3 separate regions of the Zea mays genome follow, and regions 1 and 3 are each linked to region 2. Evidence: chromatin contacts called from public Hi-C data. All regions are on one chromosome and are shown on one strand. Each heading gives the region's core, a stretch centred on a gene start, on an enhancer-like site or on the middle of the called end of the contact. The rest is flanking DNA. Distances are from core to core; before and after follow the strand shown. Region 1 has its middle 77 kb from the start of tga1. Region 2 holds the start of LOC100279749. Region 3 holds the start of LOC100284163 (lipid transfer protein).

Region 1 (4,171 bases), core at 422-2,921, 390 kb after region 2:
AGATTCCAGGTACCAGGATGATCTTCAGATTCTCGTGACCTCACTGCTAATCGTAGCAATACAAACAAACATGGTATATGCAAAATTAACATCACACCAAACATAAGAACAAACTGCATAATAATATTAAACTATATTCTTGGAGTTACGGTTATAAAGTTAGGATTTATGAAAGATCTACGTGATTTAAATATTAAACTATATTATAAATTGATTAGTATACATTATATGAGATAATATTCTATAAGTAATTAACTCAACTTTAATCTAGATTATAAATTGATTAAATATTATCTTTTAGTCAAATTATAACTATAAGATCAGAATACTATATTAATATTAGGAAAAGCTAAATCCAATAAACATAGATTAATCAAATTGGTTACTTAATTATAAAAGTATGAGATATCGTATAATTAATGTTGCTACTGCGTAGTAAATATTTCTATGAGACTAACACAATTTGGATGGATCAAATTGGGGTTAAAATGAATTAAATATGAATTAAACAAGTTTCTTGAATTATTTTTATACTAAAATCCTTTTCTTTATTAATTTCACTCATGTTATTTCACCTTTGGGCTGTGGGCACTATTTACCAGAAGCTCGGGGTCTGTTCTGTAAAATCCCGAGGACTTGGATTAAACTACTTTATACATAGTGTGGGTCGCGGGTTCATTCATATAAAGAGCAGGGGTTCTTATGCAATTGTTACCTAGCCGAAAAGGGTATCGGCGTAGATCAGCCGTTGGATCCAAAATCGATGGCCCAAATTAGATCCTCTCTTAAGTGAACCGGTACGTTTTCGCGAACCCGTGGATCTAGATCCTACGGACTACAGCCGATCCGCGTGTCGATCCCATCTGAGCCCTTGGATCCCCGACCAGCGCACAAGATTTATTTAACCGAGAGGTTACGCCCCAGTCAAATCCTGGCCCTCGACTGGATGATCAACGACCCCAAGGTCTTCGTCCTCCCAGTCTGACCGGCGTCAGTGGATCCCCCGCGCGGCTGCTGGAGATGACGGCTGAGGGGAGCACGCCATGGGGATGAGGAGGTGCGTCGGCCAGTGATCGGATGCTGAGCGCAGAGGCCGAGTTCGACGCGAGGTTGGAGCACGGGACGTGGTGGCCAACACCCCGCGCGTGGCCCGGCAACAAGGAGTGGCAACGACGACGTGATGGGACTGGGCTACGGCGCACAGCGCACGCGCTTCCATCGCTGGGTTCCCTAGGCGGCGGCCCTAGGTTCGGCTCCCAAATCCGGTGTGTTCAAATTGCCAGCATAGCTGTGGAGGAGGTATAGGGGTAGGATTTATATGCGGGCTAATTCATTGGCCGCAACCAACCCCGAATCACGCGGTGAATTTGGTTTCTTCTCTGGTTCGTTCCGCAGTCGAGGCCACATGCACGAGCTACCCGCGGCCCCGCATGGTGGTAGTGAGACGAGATGGCATCAGTGTCTACGCTAAGGCAACGTCCCGAGCGGCCGCGCGAAGGGATCACCTGTCGCTCAGCGCAAGAATAGGAACAAACAGGATCGCAGTCGTTGAGCCCCCCATGCGTTCGATTATGGTGAGGATCGACTTTGAAGACGACCAGCCAAGGACGGCCCACAGGTCAGCGATCCAAGAGTACCATTGCGCGCACCCTGGTTTGCTTGCATGTTGACATCATCGCTGAGGTCATGCTAATGTAAGCTCCGGCCAAAGGAATAAAAAAAAGAAATAAAACAGGACGTGCAGAGAGAGCAATTGGAGATGGCTTCGTTCGGTAGGAAATGGAGTGGCTACGGTGAAATGGTCCTAGCCCACCACAAGGCCGTTTTCTTTTTTTTTGTATTTTTATCTTCTATTTCTTCTCTCCCAAATCCTGTTTTAATTCCTATTTCAAACTAGTTTCAAACTTCAAGCATAAAGTAAATGAACAGACCAAAGAAACCAGCATGAATGCAATTAATTTATACATTTATTTAAGAAAATGTTTTCATATATGCAACACACTCATTATTTATTTCTAGAAGTATTATTCTGGATGTGTAGTTTAATTTTAAACTACATTCACAATATTTTTTTTTATTTTTAAGGAAAACTACTTTCTAGTGTATAATATCCATTTAGAGATGATTTTACTTATTTATTTCCTTTTTTGAAGATCTCTAAATGCCTAATCTATAAAAAATAAGAATAGTTCTAGCACTTAAATGGTTGAGTATCTTTCCATTTTATTTATTTGTTTTTTATTTTGTTTTGAATTAAATTTCACTTTCAAAGTTTAAATCTAATTTAACAATATTTTAGTATTGCCACTTGTTCATTTTAGGAAGAATAATTTCCAAGGTACAATTCTTCATCAAAAGACGCTTTGAGTGAATCCTTTTTGAAAACTTTTTCGTAAACCCAAAATTATGATTTTGGGGTGTTACATGTTGATCATCAAACACCAAAACCTATTGAGCCAAATGGCCCGGGGTCCATTTTCCTTACATGGGTTTTCTAGTTCAGTCAAATCATTCACACCTTCGGGAGCTGGAACGTCTCTTGGTCCGCCCTCCCCTCACCCGGAAGGTGAAAGGGAAATGTGCTATAGGGCCATTTCTACCTATTTTGATGATTAAGTACCCAACACACCACATTAGACTAACAATTCTGATATGAGCATGAGCACAGGTTCTAGCCAAAGCAAATTGAAGTACAAGTCCATATGAGTCGAATTTAAGGGCCAAAATAGCAACTTTGGACAAACCAACATAAACACAAGGTTTAAGTGTTTGGATTAGTTGCATACCTCTTATACCATGTTTCTTGCACCTTGGTTTGGCTTCTAACTCATTGGTGCAAGAAAAGTGACTTTTGGACTTAGTTTTGGACATATTGCAAATCCTCGTGAAATGGAGAAGAAAAGGTATGTTACCCACACTTAGTCAACTGGATTATGTGCTAAATATCTTTGTCTAAGTAGTAGGGAAGCTACCAAAGGTAGCCAAAAGAAGTTGGAGAAGTTTGGCTCAAAAGATCCAAACTTGGGCCATTCTGGAGCTCACCGGACTGTCTGGTGGTGCACCGGACTGTCCGGTGCTGCGTATGGACGAACTCGCTAGTCTAGGGAATTTTAATTATAAATTTCATTGGATAGTGAATAGCTCACTATTCGGTGCACCGGACACTGTCTCCAATAGCTTCCTCCATGTGCGCCAACGACTAACTGACGTGGACGTTGTCCGGTGGCGCACCAGACTGTCCGGTGGCGCACCAGACTGTCCGGTGCTGCGTCAAAAAAGGAAGGCAACCAATTAGAATCGCCTATCGACTGTTACACCGGACTGACTGGTGTGCCCGCACACAGGGAAGTTTTCTAGCTTGTGGAGAAGCCAACAACTCCTAGGCCCCTTGGATGCTATAAAAGGGACCCCTAGGCATCTTCTACCAGCACCCAAGCATCTCAAGAGCACACCAACACTCCGACAATCTGTGACCATGCCCTCTAGTGATTTGAGAGCCAGTTTTGAGTTGTTCTTGTGTGATCGTCTACTCGCACTCTTGTCTTTGCTTCTTGTGTGTGTTACTGCGTTGTGCTTTTGTGTGTGTATTCTTTCTCCCTCCTTACTCCAAGTTTTGATTGTGATCACTTTGTAAGGTTGTAAGAGACTCCAAATTTTTGGAGATTCCTCACAAACAGAAAATTGATATAAGGAAGAACCGTGGTAATCAAGTTTGATCTTTGGATCACTTGAGAGGGGTTGAGTGCAACCCTCATCCATTGGGATGCCACAACATAAGTAGGCAAGTATATTACGCTTGACCGAACCATAGGATAAAAATTGCCATGTCTCTTGTGCCATTTACATTATTGCGATTTTTCTATCTTCCAAGTTCTCTATTCTCTCTTGTGATTTTGCTCTAAGTCTAGATCACATCTTGGTAGAGCAACCAAGTGAAAGGAACTTTTTATCTTCTCATCTGAACTTGGCCTTAATTTACTCTAACTGAATTATTATACCAAGTTTGTTTTGTCTTAAGCTATTTTTGCAGGACCACCCATTCACCCCTCTCTAGGTGCTCTCAATTGGTATCAAAGTCGGTCTCTTCCATTGGGACTAACAACCGGAAGCAATGGCTAGCGACGGCGCCAAAGGGACGGGAAAGGTGATTGACGAGAAGGAGACTATCAAC
Region 2 (3,996 bases), core at 120-2,619:
CCACAGTTAAATCACTGTATGATTTACCCTGACGTCATAGGATTTACAGGAAATTTTAGATAATAAGGTACAGCTGGAGCCTGGAGGCACATGGAAAGCAAGATAGCGACCACATTGACAAGAAAAGTACGGTCTTAGTCTTACACAACAACTAACCATATACGATAGGTCCAATGCAACTTCGAGAAGTTCAGCATTATAAGAGTATCCATTTCCAAAATAACTGTACAGTTGTGCTTTTAATATGACACATATTAGTAAACGTCGAAGATTAGCTACAGCAGTATACTAAAACAAACGAAATTAGCCCATCTGTCATTTTCCAAGTGGAGTCCAAGTGCTAATCTGCATCCCCGACCCCGAGGCCCGAGGGCATGCAGTTTTTTGCATGGTTTGAAAAATGATTCGAGCGCTGGTAACACCATATGTTCTGAAACCATGTGAGCAAGAATATTTGACGTGGGTATGATCCTGACCCCTGAAACTTGAACCGCAGCGAAATCTGTATAACTGTATGTCTGTGTCGTCGAACCGAACATAATGGTATGACACTGCTACGATACAAAACCCGAAAGCTTGGAATTTCAACGACGACTGCATTTGGAAACCTAAAATTCCGACATATATTCCACAGAAGCATCGTGCACGATTCAATCAACAACAGTCGCGGGCAAGAAAAATTCACCCCATCAAAGAATATGTAAGGAAGTCTAAGCGTTGGTAGAGCGAGCACACGCGATCGCGACATGCAACCAATGCGCAACCGCGCACCGCGGCCAGCAGGGTAACGGGGGGAAAACCCATAAAAAAAGAATGGGATGGCAGCATGAGCATGGAACGTGTAGTAAAATAGAAACGGTTAAAAATAATAATTAATACAGCAATGAGAAAATGAGGAGACGTGGCGTGGGGATCTCACCGCCCAGAGCGGGGGCACGGGGACGCGGCGCGTGACGGCGAGCCAGACCCAGCCGTAGCCGACGAGGTTCTGCGCGGCGCCGACGAGGAGCGCGGCCCAGAGCGGGAGCACGGCGCAGAGCGTGCCGGCGAGGAAGCCGACGCTGTCGCCGAGGTCCTTGGCGACGCCGAGCCCGGCGACCTGGCGCTGGTTGTAGCCGAGCGAGGCCTTGATAACCGGCGAGAGGCTGCCGAAGAGGTAGCCGACCCCGGCGCACGACTGCATCCACATCGCCGCCACGAACACCAGCCACCGGTTCCGCAGGAACCCGCGCACCCGGCTCCCCACCTCCGCCATTGCGCTCGCGTTGCGCCCTGGCTGGCTCCCGGCAACGGACTCGGACGGAGCTCCGGGCGGCCCCCGGCGCCGCGGTACCCCGCGCGGCCGATTCGGAAAACGGACGAGGCGGCGGGCCCGGGAGTCCGCGGCGGACGGGCGGGGTTGGGATCTTCTCTGGGCCACGGACGGGCGCGACCGGATCGTTGTGCGGCAGGCTCCGGCACCGGTCGGCGGTCGCTGTGCTCTTTCGTGGGTTGCCGAATGCCGATAAGCGTGCGTGCGTGGGTCTCAGCCGGCAGCCCAGGCCCAGCGTGGCGGGTACAAAAATGACGGAGGGGACCGGCCGAAATCCGTGGGATTCGAGCTCGTCTCCGCTGTCGCTGTCGCGGTTTGGGCGGTCGGGTCGGGATCGGGCGGCTAGGGTGTGCGGGTAGGCCCGCCACACACCCCTGTGGTGATGTGGTCTCTGTGGAGGGATGGCGACTCGGCTAGACCGCCGCGAGACGAGGAGGCGACAAACACGGGCGTTGACACGCAAAGCCAAGCCTTTACCTCTGGTGCGACGTGCGGGCTTCACGCACGCCTTCACCCATGGGGTGTCGACACTCGCCATGCACGGCACAGCCCCCGTGCGCGGCCGCGGCAGTAGCTAGTGGCTCGCGCGATTGGCGACGCCGACGCGGATGCGCCGAGACGTACGTGTTGCCCGCCGGGGGAGAGACACCAAGCCGATGCGTTTGGTGTCAGCTGCCGCTTTGGCGCCGGAGCCACGGTGAGCCTAGGGGAAAGTTCCAACGCCGGTCTCAGTCGGTAGTCCACTTGACGCCGGAGAATGGCTGTTTGTGCCATCTGCGTCTTCTGCGGCGTCCTTTACCCTGCTGCCGTGCATGCTTCCTGTCATTTTCGCAGACGTCTCGTTGGTCGGGCCGATGTCATGACATACGCGTCATCTATCTTGTATGAGCACTAGATGATAATAAGGTCTAAATTTTACGCTATAAAATTTAAAAATCAAATCACGGTCACTGTTTTTTATTTATTTTTAAACTAAAATTTATTAAGGATTCTAACATTTAGATCGTTCATTACCACCCCTACCGACGATTGGGATTCCATTACAACGAACCACCACCGTTCAGAGTATAGTGGATGTGGATATAGATAAAGAAACTTATCCATAGAAACTTGAGTAGGGAGCTACATACTTGGTACTTGAATGTTTTCTAACATTTTTATCTAAGTTTTATGTGACATTTATATAGATATGAATGACCAACTAATTAGCCGGGATCTATATGCTTGTTAATTTAATGTTTTTATATGTTTTTTTCATCTATATCGCTAAAAAATTAGTTTACCTATTAGAAGTGATAGCCTATACATTTAAACATACCTAAGTTATCTATAGTTTAGCTGTTTATTTGAACTAAACGATTGTTTAAATGGACACTAATGATTAGACAAGATAAAATGGTTATCAAACAGACACAGGCTTATACAGCGCACAAACTAAATGATGATTAAACAACCGCGCAGGCGAACAATACGTTTTAGTTCGGAAAGCACTGGAGCGAGTGGGCAGCTCGTCTCCATTCAGGTACCAAGCCCCCGCTCGGTCCTCAGGTCGCCAATGATGTAACAGCAATAGAGGTATAGGAAATGTCCGGACAAACATAGGACATAAACTGTTGCTATGCAGCAAGCCAGCAAAAACGAAACAATGTTCAAATAGCCTTGACAGAAAAAGCAAGCATGATAAAATTATCTAAGCAAGCATGTTGTCCACAGATATCCGCTCAAGCTGCATGGCATACGATACATGCTTAAAAGAAAGGGGTGGTTGACAAAAATAACACTAAGTAGTCAGCTCCATAATGGCGGTGACGATGTCTCCATTAGAAGCTTTGAGGGCCTTGACCGCCCTGGGCCTCGAAACAGATGCCTGAGTCATCACCAGCTCGACATCCTTGGCCTCGACACCAGTTTCGTCAACCTCCTCCTCCTCGTTGTCCTCCAGGCCCAGGCCAGATGTCTCAGGCTTCGGGATCATTTGGCTCAGGTCAGGAGCCTTGAACTGCTCTGCAGCTTGGGTCTGCAGCTGGGAGCTGAGGTCCTCGATCTTCGCCTCGCCGAATATGACATAGGTGTCCGAGTTTGGGCTCTTGAACACATCTGGCTTCGAGATGACAAAAAGCATCTGGAAAAAATAGTCTGTTAGCCAAACAACACATAACATGTCAGTTTGTGAGATCTGAATCTGAGTGAATGATTGATTACATTCTTGCTTTTCTTCACAGTGACCCGGCTGACACCAGTGATGGGCTTCATGCCAAGCTTCAGCATGGCCTTGCGGCTCTTCTTCTCACTCCTGCTTTGCTTCGACTTGCCACTCCCATCCCCTTCTTGTCCTGAAGACGAAAATGTGACCAATACTTGTCAGAGCACAGGTATTGTAATTGTTCCACATATCAGAGAACCAGACAGTCAGTCAGGGGGGAACAACAACTCATGGTATAACATTTGTTTGCCCCACAGGCTTCTTGGTCACCAAATGAGATTACCTAATTAAACCATACAGTTTACTTGTCTATAAACGGTATTTGACTATGAACCTGATATATAAAACCCTGTACTTATGCAGTATAGAGCAAACATGTAAAACAATAACAACAAAAGCATCAACTCCCTACAAGTGTTCAAGGCAAGCTATACATGGTAAATTGGTAAGCTCTAAAGCATAACCTCAAAACTTTACATAA
Region 3 (3,987 bases), core at 644-3,143, 290 kb before region 2:
CAAAACTATATACATATAATTTATGTAACAATTGATGATCATGTTATATGTACGTGTGATGTCTATAGTTTATAAGTTAAACTATTGATTGATGAACTGTGTCTATGTGTTAAATTAGTCTATGTAAATATAAGTGTAGGTTAAACTAATGAAAATGTGTGTGAATAGTGAATTGACGAGTGATGAGTTGTGCTAATTTGATGGTACATTAATGTAGCCTGTGAAACTATAAGTACAATTACTATTTTCTATTGTTAAATTAATTTAGTATTATCTAGAAATTGATTATTACATATATATTGTTTTTTCTGATCTGGACCTCTGGTCGAGTCGAGCTGACTATGTAGCTCGTTAGCTTAATGACCCGAGTTGAGTTGGCTCGATATCTAGCTCCAGTGGACGGTTTAATAAGTGTCGGTTGTGTTTGTGTGGTGTGAGAGAGTGAGAGCTTAGTTTGCATATGGTAGACTAGAGGCATGGCCGGCCCTGAGGGTATGCAGGGTATGCGATCGCTCAGGGCCCCTAAGATCAGTAGGGCCTCCGTTTGTCCATATTATGTCCAAATACATATATGTTACAGGTAAATCTCTATTCTCGTTTCTTTGTTGCGTCTCTCTAATTTTCTGGAATCATCTCTTCGAGGTCGTGCAGTTTACGACGAATACTAAATATTGATTGATGCAGGAAGGTCGTAAGGTGTTGTACACCTTTACCTAATAACCTACGTTGTTTAATCCAAGTTTTTTTTGCTGAAATTTGTTTTCAGAAAATTTACTCTAATGTATTTAATTTTGGTTTACTGTACATTTTAAGGTTTAGACTAGTTTGAAAAATTAAAAGTAAAATACTCGCTCTCAAAGCAAATACAGAGTTATATTACATAATCTGTATAATTTTACAACTCATAAAATACTGTAACAATCTCTAGTCATATCATTTTGAAAAAAAATATGTAAATCATCAACTTTTTTTATTTTTAGTATCATATTTGAAAAAAATAGCAGAATCAAGCTTTCGTATAGAGCCTCTATATTGATTTTCGCTTAAGGCCCAAAATATCAGGACCGGCTCTGACCAGAGGCAACACGGATCGATGAGGGCAGTAGGACTTGCAGTGTGCGTACTTGGAGAACGTACCGGCACTCCGGCAGGGCAGGCACCCAAGCCCGCATGGAGCTCGAGCACCGGTAGCAGGCGGCGTAATCAGTGGCGCACAATTTGCAGCTGTGGCATGGTCATGGCAGCTCTCATTACCATTCTTCAGGAAGAAGAACGCAATCAGCTTGGCGCACAATTTGTAGTCTGGCTCTCAATTCTCAACGTACGAACAAGCAGCTCGTTCAGCAGGTCGTCCCGTGTGGTGTGGGCCGACGCCACCCGCGCGCCACCCCGTGCAACGAGGATGACGGATAGGATAGCCATGCGCCGAGCGCCGCCGCCGGCCCCATCTGCCTCGCGTTCGCTGCGGCTGACAGCGTGGTGTGTGCGCAGCAGTGCAGCTGTACGTACGTGACGCACGGCGACACGTAATCGATAAGGGTCAGTTTGGAGTCTAAAAACTCGAAAAGATTAGAGATCGAAGAGACTAGAGAGACTAAAATCTATTTTTTTATTTAATTTTAAATAAAAAAAAAATTTTAGCCCCTTTAATTCTTTCGGTTTTGTAGCTTCCCAAAGTAGCAAGGAATCTCATCACTCTGCCCGCGGCGCCTCCAATTCAATGCGTCATCCAACTCACACCGCCCCCCGGCTTCAATGCGCGCCCGCCGCACGCCGCCCCCGGCCAGCCTATAACCGCCGGCTGGGCTGGGCACGCCGCCCTCGTTTCCATTTCCCTCCTGCTGCTCCTCCTGACCTCCTCCTCCTCATCATCTGGCACGAGCATCCAAGCAAATAAAAATTTAGCGGCCACCGACGACCGGCCGGCCGTGCACCCTTCGCACTACTACTGCGCCCGCGGACGGCGTCAGAGGAGCAGCACCCAGCAGCATGGCCTGCACCAGGAGGCAGTTGTGGTGGGCATGCCTGCTGGCGGCGTGGTGCTGCGCCGGCGCCGCCGCGGCCGCCCAGCCGCCGGCGGCGGACGCGGACCCGCTGCAGAGCAGGTGCCAGGGGGACTTTGGGAAGCTGACGGACTGCATGGACTACGCGACGGGGCACGCGGCGTCGCCCTCGTCCACCTGCTGCGGCGACGCCGGCGGCACGCAGAAGGCGCGCCCGGAGTGCCTCTGCTACATCATCCAGCAGGTGCACGCGGGGCGCGACCAGGTGCAGTCGCTCGGCCTGCGCTTCGACCGCCTCCTGGCGCTCCCCGCCGCCTGCAGCCTCCCCAACGCCAACGTCTCGCTCTGCATCAGTGAGTACTAGGCAAGCATATGTTTTTCCGTTGATGCCTGAAGCCTGACGATGCCCTCCCCTGTCTGCTACAGACCTGCTGAACCTGAAGCCGGGCTCGCCAGACTACGCGCTGTTCGCCAACGCCTCCAAGAGTGAGTGCTCTCATCTCAGCTCTGAAACCCTTCGCCTCGCCGCCGCCCCCAAAAAAGACCCCACTGCATGCACTCAACTAACTGGCGACCGTCGTCGCTGTTCTTCTTTCTGCAGTCACGCCATCAGCCGGAGGCAGCCCGGCGAGCGACACCGCCGCCGGCAGCGCCGTTATCAGGCTCCAGGCTGGGGTCCGAGGCAGCGTCGCGCTCGCCGTGGTCTCTGCGATCGTCTCGTCAGTCTTCTGATCCGACCGATCTCCTCAGAGGACTAGAGGAGAAGCAGCGGTTCTTACACTCCGTGTGGATTCGTCGTTCTCATGTTGCGTTCCACTCGTCGATGTCTATTTTGTATTTGTACCCCACATAAAAAAAATAGATCCAGATGATACTTGTTTCCCCCGTCCCTGTGGCTTTAACTGTAACCTCGGATGTTTGAATTAGCTAATTATGTATAACTCTCATCGCGTCAATGGCTCATTGCTATTAAACCTTCGCTTTACGTTAGCCGTTAGGTCTTCTTCTCTATCGAAGGTCCTAAAGGTAAAAACACATTCAATAAAGTGATACAGAGGTCTTCTTCTGCCGAAGGTTATCAAGACGAAGATCTTGTGTAAAAGCAATATTGCCAAATGCCGAAGCTACCATCAGCTCCGGTCCAAGTCAAGCGGAAGAAGAAAAGACCAGATAAACCTTAGTATTTCAGGTTGTCTGTAGATAGATGTTGAGGGTTATGAATGTAATTTTACCCGGATTGTGTCTCGTGCCTATAAATAGATGAACAATAATACCGTACTGTTCACGTTGAATTATAATCACTCTCTCGTGTCTTCACCTTCGAGCATGTCGTATGTATCATTGTAATATTAATACTGTTAATATCCATACATGTTTTATGAAATGCAAATATGTATGAATTAATGAAATGCAGTTACTGTCTTCATCTTTTTGCATTTCCGTTCACATAATAAATGATGAAGATATGTCCTTCTTGACCTTCGTCTGATGAGCATTATACCTATGTGGAGATAATGCTTCGGAAGGCGAAGGTTTATAATAAATTAACAATTGTGTTGCCTTGTTCTTGACCTACAACATTTGAGAACAAGAGACCAACATTGATGCCCACCTTCGGTAAACTCACTTCCACGACTGCGACAATGGCTTCGCAAGGCAACCAAGTTGTGGCACCTTCGGCTACGAAGCTGGTGCTCCCAATCATAGGTGGCTCAAGTTCTGAACCAGCCAACAAGAAGCAGAAGAAGGAAGCACAGAGAAGGGTACAACATGTTAGAGTCCAAAAACCCTTCATCAAGTCCAAGTGGTCTCATATACCAATCACTTTCTTCAAGGAAGACCTTCAGCTCAAGGATTATCCTCACAACGATGCAATGGTTATATCCTGTGTCATCAAGGGGTTTCTGATTCACAATGTCCTTGTATACACAGGCAGTGTAGCAGATATCATCTTTGCAAAAGCTTTCAGGCAGATGTAGGAGTA

What was found. Hi-C and Micro-C count contacts between places; a contact is called where the count stands out from the background.
Region 1: a contact with region 2 is called in a Hi-C map of bundle sheath, with 2.6 times the contacts expected there. The contact joins the enhancer-like site here to the promoter of LOC100279749 in region 2. A contact is called at or near these places in 2 of 25 Hi-C or Micro-C datasets (bundle sheath and endosperm).
Region 3: a Hi-C map of leaf shows a contact between it and region 2, with 2.7 times the contacts expected there. The contact joins the promoter of LOC100284163 here to the promoter of LOC100279749 in region 2. A contact is called at or near these places in 5 of 25 Hi-C or Micro-C datasets (endosperm, leaf, seedling and 1 more).

Annotation. Positions count from the first base shown.
Region 1 is chr4:46,722,596-46,726,766 of Zm-B73-REFERENCE-NAM-5.0, reverse strand. No RefSeq gene overlaps it. Among protein-coding and RNA genes, the nearest start is that of tga1, 77 kb to the right of the region's middle. Within about 2 kb of position 1,671, at least 19 of the 20 cell types and tissues checked have an H3K27ac peak or open chromatin away from gene starts, as enhancers often do. A contact at or near this core is called in bundle sheath and endosperm, where this site is marked.
Region 2 is chr4:47,113,070-47,117,065 of Zm-B73-REFERENCE-NAM-5.0, reverse strand. LOC100279749 reads right to left here and starts at 1,369. Exons shown (of 3, transcript NM_001152707.1): 1 at 920-1,369. The coding sequence starts at 1,255. It overlaps LOC100217069, which reads right to left. Exons shown (of 4, transcript NM_001143439.1): 3 at 3,515-3,645; 4 at 2,895-3,434. The coding sequence ends at 3,093.
Region 3 is chr4:47,398,653-47,402,639 of Zm-B73-REFERENCE-NAM-5.0, reverse strand. LOC100284163 (lipid transfer protein) reads left to right here and starts at 1,893. Exons shown (of 3, transcript NM_001157060.1): 1 at 1,893-2,356; 2 at 2,430-2,489; 3 at 2,605-2,959. The coding sequence starts at 1,990. The coding sequence ends at 2,735.